Regions from separate parts of the Mus musculus genome. Here region 2 is linked to region 1. The links are chromatin contacts, called in public promoter capture Hi-C maps. All regions are on one chromosome and are shown on one strand. Each heading gives the region's core, a stretch centred on a gene start, on an enhancer-like site or on the middle of the called end of the contact. The rest is flanking DNA. Distances are from core to core; before and after follow the strand shown.

Region 1 (5,174 bases), core at 1,244-3,743:
GGGACTTTTGGGATAGCATTTGAAATGTAAATGAAGAAAATATCTAATAAAATGTGGGGAAAAGAGAATATTAAGAATCCCTTTAAATAAATAAATTCAAAAATTGAAAAAAAAAAGAACCACTATTTAGGCACATGGTATTGGCTTAAGTGTGTAATGGACTTTAGGCATATTGCCCTCTACCCCTTCTCTTCTCACCCTTCCTTCCCCCAGTAGTGCCCTATTCTCCCAAATAGGTTTTAATGCTTATTTCTTTGAGGTTGTCCGCTGTCTTTCACACGTTTATGAATGTGGAATCCACCACATGTGCTTAGGGTCATTTGTATGAGCTAGGGTGGGAGCTTTATTTACCAGATCAAGAGCAACTTTGCATCAGTGACACCTCCGAGGAATAGGACTCTAGCAGCAATTATCTGCTGATAGCTCCCCGGGGAGCTATTATCTAGGAAGAGTATTTCCATTCAAACTATTTTTTCTTTTGTAGCTCACAAAGTCAGTATTTCCCTTCGTCTTCATCACTGAAATAAATGTCAATCTAAATATACACATCTAAAACTTTGAAGTAGGATTTACATCCACATTCACATGGTATTTGATGTGTCTATATAAAACCAGACACCATAAATGAGAGAAAGCATGACATTAGTCTTTCTGAGGTTGACTTAGTTTAATCTGATTATCTCTAGTTGTATCCATCAGCACATAGACTTCTGAATCTACTTTAGCCTTTGTCTTATTGAAGGTTTTATTGCTGTAAAGAGACACCGTGACCAAGGCAGTGCTAATAAAGGAAATGTTTACTTGGGGCCAGCTTACAGTTTTAGAGGTTTAGTTCGTTATCCTCATGGTAGGGAAGTATGGCAACGTACAGGCAGACAGGGTGCTGAAGAAGGAGCTGAGAATTCTACATCTTGGTCCACAGGCAGCAAGCAGAAGGAGACTGGGTGCCACACTGGGCATAGCTTGTGCAGAAGAGACCTCAAAGCCCATTTCCACAGCAACACACTTCTTCCAACCAAGCCTCACTTCCTAATAGTACCACTTCCTATGGTTCGGCATTCGAACACACCATACAGGGCATCTGCATAACTTCCTAATTCTCTGGTATGTGTAGGTGTTCATAAATTCCTTGAATTACTAAGGAAATTATCTGGATTGTCCTTTCAAGTTCTCACTCAATGGAATGGGTAGAGGGGAATGGATCAGGTGAAGCATGGAAGCTGTTGATGTCAGTGGGGAGACACTTTTGTTCACTCGACGAGGAAGAAGTGTTTCTAAGGACAAAGGGAAGCCAATGGCCTGGTTTTAGTCAGGAAGGAACCAAGATTAGACTTACACCTTAGGGAACAACTATGGGAGGGGAACTAGGGAAGCCCTTGCAAGGTGGTTCAGGGTCAAGCCCAGGCTAAGAAAGAGGTGGGGAGCTGAGAGAAGCCTTCTGTAGCTGGAGGGGGTGATAGAAGTGAAGAGCTTGGGGAGGCAGAAGTATTGAGTGGAGAAAAGGCAAGATTCTTCTCTTTTGCCTCCACTTTGACATAATTAGGTACAATGGTTGGTTTTGTTAACAACACACACCTACACACATATGTGAAGAGCAACTTCAGTTGGGAAAATACCTTCATCAGATTGCCTGTAGGTAAGTTTTGTGAGGGCATTTTTTTTTTTTTTTTTTTGTTTTTAAATTAGAGACTGATACGGGAAGTCCAGCTTACTGGGAATGGTGCCAGTCCTGACCAGGTAGTCCTGAGTTTAATAAGAAAGGAGACCTAACATGCCAGTAAGCAGTGTTCCCCAGTTGCCTCTCCCTCATTTTCTGCCCTGACTTCCCTCAATGGATTGTGCTGGTGATACGTAAGTTCAGTAGACTCTTTCCCCACCAAACTGCCTTTGGTCATGGTATCGTTCTCATAGTTGTCCTTCTCACAGTTAGAAAAGCAATTAGGGAAGGTACTTAGCAGACACTACAGAAGACTAGGCCCCTGTACTGTTGTTTAATTTGGACTTTGAACTTCCAGGGTGACTTCGTTCATGACTTTATTTCCTTCTAGAAGGAACCCTATGCTTTGGGAAAATCTTCCCAGGCTGGCTGCATTGTGTTTGTGAGCCGGGTGTGTGTGTGTGTGTGTGTGTGTGTGTGTGTGTGTGCGCGCGCGTGTGGCATTGGTAAGAAGGAAACAGCTAGAGCCTTTCTCCAATATATTAAACCCTCCAAATTTTCCTCATCCCCTCCCCACCCCCCGGACCCTCCGCTGGCCAAGCAAGCTCTTTTTCAGTTCCAAAGGAGTTAAGAAGACCAGAACGATTTGTCAACATCTATTATCTTGGGTAGTTTGGGGATGGCATAATCCGAGGACACCCCCAGTCCAAGACCGAGCTTGGGGACAGAGCTTGGAGTCTTATGCGCCTTGGCGCCTTAGGTGGGAGGGTGGAGAGACCAAGATATTTATAGTCAGTTGGGAACAAACCTAATAGAATAAGACGTTTGCAGGTCTGTTCATCCGCAAATCCAGAAAGGGCGGGTCCGGGGAGTGGGCTCTGGCTCCCCTCCAACCTATCCGGAACTCCTCTCCTTGGATCTGAAAGGGAGTTAGAAGCAAAGAGCTTTCCGCAGTGAACACAGTGCCTGGACTAGGCTCTGGCTGATCCTTCTAAATAGACTCAGGAGCCCCGGGAGGGCTGGGGTGCTGCAGGGTGCTGGGAGCGCGCTGCACAGAGGCTCTGCACAGCGGAGGCAGCAGCGAAGGCGACGAGGGCGCGGCGATGCAGGTGTGCCCTAGGGAGAGCCTGCCTCGGTTGGGATTACCAACCGCGTTAGCCTGAGCTGCCGCCCAGACTTACGGTGTTCGGCTGCTGACCGGCTCGCTGCGGATTTTCCACCCAGGTAGGGGACGGCGATTCTCGCGGTGGTGCGGGGCTCCCAGGCCTGGCATGCTGAGACCCGTGCTGGGACCTCTGGGTGCGGTTGTTAGGAAAAGCCTCAAAGGGCAGCAGAGTTGGAAAGCAGCGCACCGAAAAAGGAGCACTTGCTGCTGCCCCGGGCTGCGCGCTTCTTTGAACGTGGCCTTCCCCAGGACTTGGAGTGAAAGCACATGAACTATTGGCGCGGTAAATAGTTTCCCAACTTGGGCTACTGACATTTATAGCTGCTTTCCACATGCTTCCTGGACATCCCTTTAGTTCAACCTTACTCCTCGTTGGCTTTTTCTCAGAGAACAGATTAAATACGTGCCCACACCTGCTGGCTCTGGACTGGGGTTTGTGTGTGTTTCTCTGTGTTGAGGGCGCCCTCCGCGGGCGTGGGAGCCGTTTCTTAGGGACTTTCTTTTTTTTTTTTTTTCTGGATGGATTTTTAGCGCAAGGAAAAGAACATGATTTGTTTTGCAGGGATGGGTGAGCAAATGCCGTTAGCTAGGGAGGAGCAAGGCGCTGCTGTTCCCTCCGCAGCAGACCAGTGGTAGATTTCTCATCTGTCGGGTACAGCAGATCCAGCTGCCCAAATGCTTTTATCTTTTATCCAGAAATTGCAGATGCAAACAGGCTCCGTTTAAAGGTAACTTGATGCAGATGTGTTGGGTAAGGTAGGGTGGGACGCTGTGGGATGCTTGCTGGTTTCTAAGCCTGTTTGGAAGGTGAATGTGGGTGGCTCTGGGTCTCAAGGAGGGGCAGGTGAGGGGTGAGAGGTGTGTGGATGGTGGGGAACTAGACATTGCAACCAGCTTGGCGGTCTCTTCTATGCTTTCCCTTGCCCTTTGCAGAAGAGGCGGCTTGCTAGAAGATGCAGTTGATATGGTGAGTGAGGCACAATCTGCGTCTTCCCTGAGTCAGCAAATACTTGCCCAACGGTTTTATGTGTCAGAGGTGGCATTGATCCTTAGGGATGAAGAGGTGATGGAAACAAAATCCTAATGTGGCACAGGCTCACACCCGGTGGGGGACAAACACCTGTAGTAAGGAGGTGTGACCAGTTCGGGATTGGTTTTGTTTCTTGAGCCATTGCTCTTGAATATCCTGCAACCCTCTCCCATTCCATCACCATCACGGCTGATGGGAAGGCAGAGCTGATGTTAGCAGAACAAGACTAGTGTCAAGGAGGCACTCTGAAGGCTGCACTGAGGGCAAAGCACACCAATGCAGGTCCGGCTTTTTACTTTTGTTCTCTTGATAAGTATTTTCTCTAAGTTTCAGGACAATGGAGTATTGAAATAGCTTTTCACAAAGGCAGGGACTCTTGCAATTTCTAAGGGAGTTTCAGAGCAGATCAACTTGTGGGACAAAAAGCCAACATTGTTGGTGGGTTATTTCTTTTGCCAGAGGTGTGCCTTACATGCATTTTGTAACTGAAAGCACCAGGTGTTTGAATAATAACCTGGCACACTGTGGGTAGTGTGGCCTTGACTGCTCTAAGAGAGCTGGTCTTTGGCAAGTATCTTAGCCTTTCTTCGAGCCTTGATTTCATCATCTGTAAAATGGAAGCAACGACACTGTCATGATAAATATGTAACACACACACTTAAAAGTATTTGCTCATCGTTTAACAATCATCATATAGTGATCATTTGGCATGAAGTTGCTACTTAAGTTTGTTCATTGAGTTCCTACCATGTGACAGGCACTTCTCTATATGTGGCAACTGTAGCATTGAGCAAACTGTGTGTGTGTGTGTGTGTGTGCAAGTGTATTACTGAACAAATAAATAAGTATTTAGTATTTTAGCCCAGGAGCTGAGATGGAGAAAAATAAAGTAGAATAAGAAACATGAGAAGTGCTGCAAGTTTTGGAGTGGGTTTGTTATCTATCTATTTGTCTATCTGTCTGTCTATCTGCCTGTCTATCTATCTGTCTGTCTGTCATCAACTCTATCATCTATTTGTCTATCTCTTTCCTATCTATCTATCTATCTATCTATCTATCTATCTATCTATCTATCTATCCTTCTATCTATCTATCTATCTATCTATCTATCTATCTATCCTTCTATCTATCTATCTATCTATCTATCTATCTATCTATCTATCTATCCATCCATCCATCCATCTATCTATCTATCTATCTATCTATCTATCTATCTATCTATCTATCTATCTATCTTTCTACCCTTCTATCATAATCATCTCTATCATCTCTCTGTCTATCTCTTTCATATCTATCATCTATTTACCTATCTAATCTATCAT
Region 2 (5,174 bases), core at 1,087-3,586, 540 kb before region 1:
ACCACATTAGAGGACTTACTGCATTAGCATTTCAATCGGCCAATTCATTTGTGGCCCACCACTGTTGGCTTGTGCCAGCTCTATAGGGGTGTGTGTGTGTGTGTGTGTGTGTGTGTGTGTGTGTCCTGCCCAGGGCACACTGACACTGCCAGCTAATAAAGAACTCAGGGCCCAGGCAGTGAGCTGGTGAGCAGGAGCCCCCAGAAGCTGCTGGGAAGCCAGGTCCTCCAATGAACCTGGACAGCTGCCCATCCTAGAGCTGGCCCTGGGAGAGTGTGGATGGATGGCTAGAAAAAATGGCTGCAACCAGGGCATGGAATGAAGGTTTGGTAGGCTCATGCTGGCTTTCCTTTTCTCTCTCCAAGAAGCCTTCATCCTTCTCTCCAGCTTCCTGTTACCTGCTCCCTGGGGTTCTGCAAACTGATGTATCAAGGTCCCCATCCATGAGCCAGCACCTCCTCCTTTCTGAAAGCAGGGTCTCAATATCATCTGCTCAAATGATTAGTTTGACTAAAGCCGTCTCTGCATACATAGCAAGCTCACTGCTCCAGGCCGCCCTCCTCCCTCTAAGACAGGAAGGATGCATTTACTTTACAGCGCACACGGGGGCATTTCTTTTTGTCTTCCTACTTTTCTCTCCCTACACTGGTGGCACAGGCTTAAGATGCCATCAACAGGAACTGAGCCACCGTGGAACACACAACTTGCACACGGATCCTGCACCGCTGCATGGCGCAAGGAACCCAGTTGCAGTTCGATGCCCATGAAAAAGATTTCGTCTGTCCATCCTCCACAATTTTTTTGAACAATCTCCCTGGACTGGCTTGCTGATAAAGGACTCAGCTGAAATATCAATAATTACAGGGCTGGGACAAAAGTGACTTTGCCCATCTCCACAGACAAAGCCTGTGATCTCCACAACCCTGTCTTAGAGGGACCAAATCTACTGTAGGATAAGAGCACCGTGGGTCCTCCCTCCTCTGTCCCCTGACACAAGCTTTCAGCAACACCCATAAAAAGTCCTCCCAGCATAACTGTGCCGCTTATGAAAGAGGCTCAGCAAACTAGAGGGTCAGGTGCCAAGTGCCCCTCCCTCCCCGTCTTACTCCAGGGGTGAAGAGCCCAGACATCTGGCATACCTTGTCCTGCCCTGAGCATGGAGGGAGAACTAGTGCCCAATGAACCTTGGCCAAAGCAACTTGGCCTCTGGTCTCCCCAAAGTACAGATGAACTACAAAGCCCCCGAGAGTCCGCCCCTCCCCCCAACTTCCTGTGCTCGAGTCTCTAGAAAGTCTCCCAGATTGGTAAGGTGGCACTTGCTTATAAACCCAGCTCTCAGGAGACTGGGACCAGAGATTTCATGCTCAAGGCTGGCCTGACGTTTATAACAAGACTAAAACCGGGAGAGGAAAAAAAGAAAAAAAAGTAAGACTGTGAGAATCCACTTTGAGGTCCTTGAGGCACTTGCACCCAAGTGTCTGGTGCCCCAGTAGGCACAATTCCCGAGTAGGAAAAAGCTTCTAATACAGCTATGAAGGAGACTAGTCCAGTGGGGATTTGCAGACCACAGCGGAATTCTCGCGCCAGGGCAACGCATGGGAGGAGGGGAATGGGATGGCGGGGGGAGGGGGGGGTGGACTACTTGCTACGGCCCTGCCAGATCGGCCACCACCTGGGTAGGTAGGGGCGTATGGCTCCGGGAGTGTCACCACTCTCCCTTGATAGACAACTTTCCAGACAGGAAGGACCCTATGCTGCGGGCCACACGGCCAGGCCCTGCTGTCTACTCTTCCCTGGTTTAACCCCTCGGCCCTGGCTAGGTACAAGCAAGTCGCGGGGACCTTGGCTAGGTGTGTGCACAAAGCTGCACGGTTCGCATCCTCGAAGACAAGCAGTTTCCTCTTTCTAGGATCAATAGTAATTTTTTTAAAAAAGAGAATCAGCGGACTCAATGAATCAAACACTCCCGGGAGAGGGTAGCCGCTCCTGCGCGTAACATCCGTTTGGAAAACAATTCATTCCCTTGGCGGGAGCTCTGAACATAACAGTACGGGGTCCCCAAGCTCGATCGAGGGGCGCTCCCAGGTCAGCACCCACTTCCCCGACCCAGTGAACTGGGCCTGCGGTCCTACGCCCTGCCCGGCGATCCTCGAGCAGGATCGCTCGCTGTCCCGGTGACAAGTTCCGACCTGATCCTCACCGTGCGGCCCCACAGGCTCTGCAGTCCCCGCCGCTGCCGCCGCCCCCGGCCGGCTCACCAGTCCCGGCCGCGATCCCGTAGCCGAACCGCACGGGCGCTGCCAACAAACTAGTTTCTCCGGCCTTCCCGCCCCGCCTCGCGGCCCGAAGCGCAGCAACCAATCATAAACCGCGCCTCTGTGACGGATGGGTCGACTGACCCGTAATACAGTCGCGTGAGAAGAAAGGGACGGTCGTCCAGGCCATCGGTGCCGCGGAAGGCGGGGCGGGGAGAGGAAAGCGACTGCCACCAGATTCTTAAAGGGACAGGCCATTGCCTTTCTGTTCTGGTGGCCAGAGTTGGGAGAAAGCAACACGACCTGTTCTAGAGCTTCTCTTAAGGAAGGTCTTTGTCGATCACACGCATTCTTCTTTCTGTTACCGAATCACAGCCGTTGTTGATCTTTTTAAAGACCAGCAATCTAATCGCTCCTATGTTAAGGAAATCCTTTTTCCCTCCCGGCTAGTTTCGATGCGAGGGAATTTCTACAGACACGAATCCCTGTCTATACTGGGAATTCCCAGATTTCAAGGGAGAGGACTTTAAGCTTCAGCTGTTCTGTCAAGCCGGTGGAAATTTCTTCCTAAACTTTTTTTTAACCCTTCAAATATCCTTCACTATTAGAACTCTCAGCGGTACAAAACTGATAGAGTAAATCTATATCTATACATACATACATACATACATACATACATACAACACACATATGGAATTTATTAGAGTAACTTTCAGGCTGTGGCCGGGGTAGCCCAACAATGGCTGTCTCCGGATATAACGTCTGAGAGTCCAACTGTCAGTCCACGAGGCTGGATGCTTCAGCTGGTCTTCAGTATACCTTGGAATTCAGAAGAAGTTGGCTATAATACAATGAAAGAATGACCCTACCTGTGAAACTTAAGGGCAGACAAAGAGCAAAAGCTTGCTTCTTCCAGGTCCTTTTTCCAGGCTGCCGCTAGAAGGTGCCCAGATTTAGGGTGGGTCTTCGGGGGTGGGTGGATATGGGGGACTTTTGGTATAGCATTGGAAATGTAAATGAGCTAAATACCTAATAAAAAATGGAAAAAAAAAAAAGAATGAAATTGGCTCAAAAAAAAAAAAAAAAGGGTCTTCCTATCTCAAATGATCCAACCAGGAAAAAATCCCTCACAGGTGAGCCCAGCTGCTTGGGTTTTAGCTACTCCAGATATAATCAAGTTGAGGATCAAGAGTAGACATCACACTTGCCCAACGCATCCATTAGTTCATTTAAGAGTTACTAGATGAGCTGGGGAGTGGCGCTCACAACCACCTGTAATGAGAACGCCCTCTTCTGGTGCGTCTGAAGTCAGCTACAGTGTACTTATGTATAATAATAAATCTTTGGGCCGGAGCGAGCAGAGACTCTAAAAATTCAATTCCCAACAACCACATGAAGGTTCACAACCATCTGTACAGCTACAGTGTACTCACATACATTTAATTAATTAATTAAAAGAGTTACTAGACCTGGGCGGTGGGGGCTTACTCCTTTAACCCCAGCACACAAGGCAGAGGAATGCCAATCTGATTTCCACACCAGCTGATCTATAAAGTTGATTCCAGGACAGCCAGGGCTACACAGAGAAACCCTGTCTTAAAGGAAAAAAAAAAAAAAAAGGGAGGGAGGATATTTTCTAGATTTCTATGTCAGAGAGAGAGAGAGAGAGAGAGAGAGAGACTGCCTGCCTGCCTGCCTGCCTGCCTGCCTGCCTGCCTGCCTGCCTGTGTGCTATAATTCTGAGACCTTGTAATCTGGTCTTGAAGTTCCATCGGCTTCTTTCTTCTCACCGCACCACACCCCACTATGTGATGCTCTGATGGATGGTTCTTGCAGGCAGAAGGAGTATCATTAAACCTTTCCTACAGGATTATTGTAAAGATGGAGGGCTTGGGAGCCAGTAAATGCTCAAGAGGGTGTCTCCATACCGCCTAGATCTGGAGACATTTAAGATGGAAGGGTTCCCATATTTAAGAGGAGCCTTGGCCAGAGCTGATCGGTGGTCTAATGTGCTGGCAAGAAACTTTCCAAAGGGACAGGGCAGCATCAAATAATTGTTTCATTAAATGAATGACAGTCAGCATTTATAGTTATAGGTGCCCTGCCAATTTCCTAAAGCAAAAGCATTTATATAATTATTGCTTGGATGAAGCCTCCCATGCAAAATTGATTCTTAGCAAGTTCATAAGCATTGAGTATTTTTTTTTAAGACTGTCTGTGAACTTACACATGCCAAGCATCAGAAATCTGGCTCACATTATCACTGTTTCAGTCTTCAACTCTGGGGCCTAAATTAGGTAGTGGCATACATTAAAAGCAAATATAGCCAATAAAAAGAAATCAGAGCCAAGAACATGTATTGAGTTATTGAATTTAGAGAGGAAGCCAGGAAAGAAAGAAATGAGCCTGTTTTGCCATCTGCCTCAGCATTAGCACAGACCCTGGAGCATCCCCCTATCTGTGAGGAGCGGGTGTGGCAGCAGTCCCAAGAAGGCGCCAGGGACTGCAGCTAAGTCTTATGACTTGCACCTGACTTCCTCATACACCTGAAAATAAGCCACAATCACCGTGAGAGCTGCGCAGGTGCACCAGGATACTGGTGAATCCATTTTGGTGGAGACATGCCCCTGCTGCCCTGATTAGCTGAAGCTGTGTGCCTGGTGAGGTGACATGGCCTGCCATGAGTATCGGATGAGGGCTGAGAGTATATAAGAGTGAGAGGCCCGGGTTAGAGAGAGAGATAAAGTAAAGAGAGATAAAGTTGAAACAAGAGAGAGGAAGACTGAAGTTTGCTGAATAAACTGTTGTTAGAAGGACTGGTGGTCGTGTCGCTCTTGCTGGTCGAGAGCGGACGCAACAACTATCAAAGCCCCTACCTGCCAAGCCAGCCCAACACACATGGAGTTCTGGGGTGCAGGC

The links. Promoter capture Hi-C pulls out the DNA fragments that hold promoters and counts their contacts.
Region 2: a contact with region 1 is called in a promoter capture Hi-C map of pre-B cells, with 2.8 times the contacts expected there. The contact joins the promoter of Klhl25 here to the promoter of Sv2b in region 1. A contact is called at or near these places in 3 of 39 promoter capture datasets (the C10 cell line, embryonic stem cells and pre-B cells), 1 of 484 Hi-C or Micro-C datasets (pre-B cells), 2 of 115 datasets of contacts at active chromatin or transcription factors (bone marrow-derived macrophages and large pre-B cells) and 1 of 9 other capture datasets (macrophages).

What each region holds. Positions count from the first base shown.
Region 1 is chr7:75,306,581-75,311,754 of GRCm38.p6, reverse strand. It overlaps Sv2b (synaptic vesicle glycoprotein 2 b), which reads left to right and starts at 2,493. Exons shown (of 13, transcript NM_153579.4): 1 at 2,493-2,881. It overlaps 1500012K07Rik (RIKEN cDNA 1500012K07 gene), which reads right to left and starts at 3,053. Exons shown (of 3, transcript NR_045814.1): 1 at 2,839-3,053.
Region 2 is chr7:75,845,500-75,850,673 of GRCm38.p6, reverse strand. Klhl25 (kelch-like 25) reads right to left here and starts at 2,336. Exons shown (of 3, transcript NM_001122780.1): 1 at 2,201-2,336. Gm51489 (a long non-coding RNA gene) reads right to left here. Exons shown (of 3, transcript XR_003946804.1): 3 at 2,962-3,074.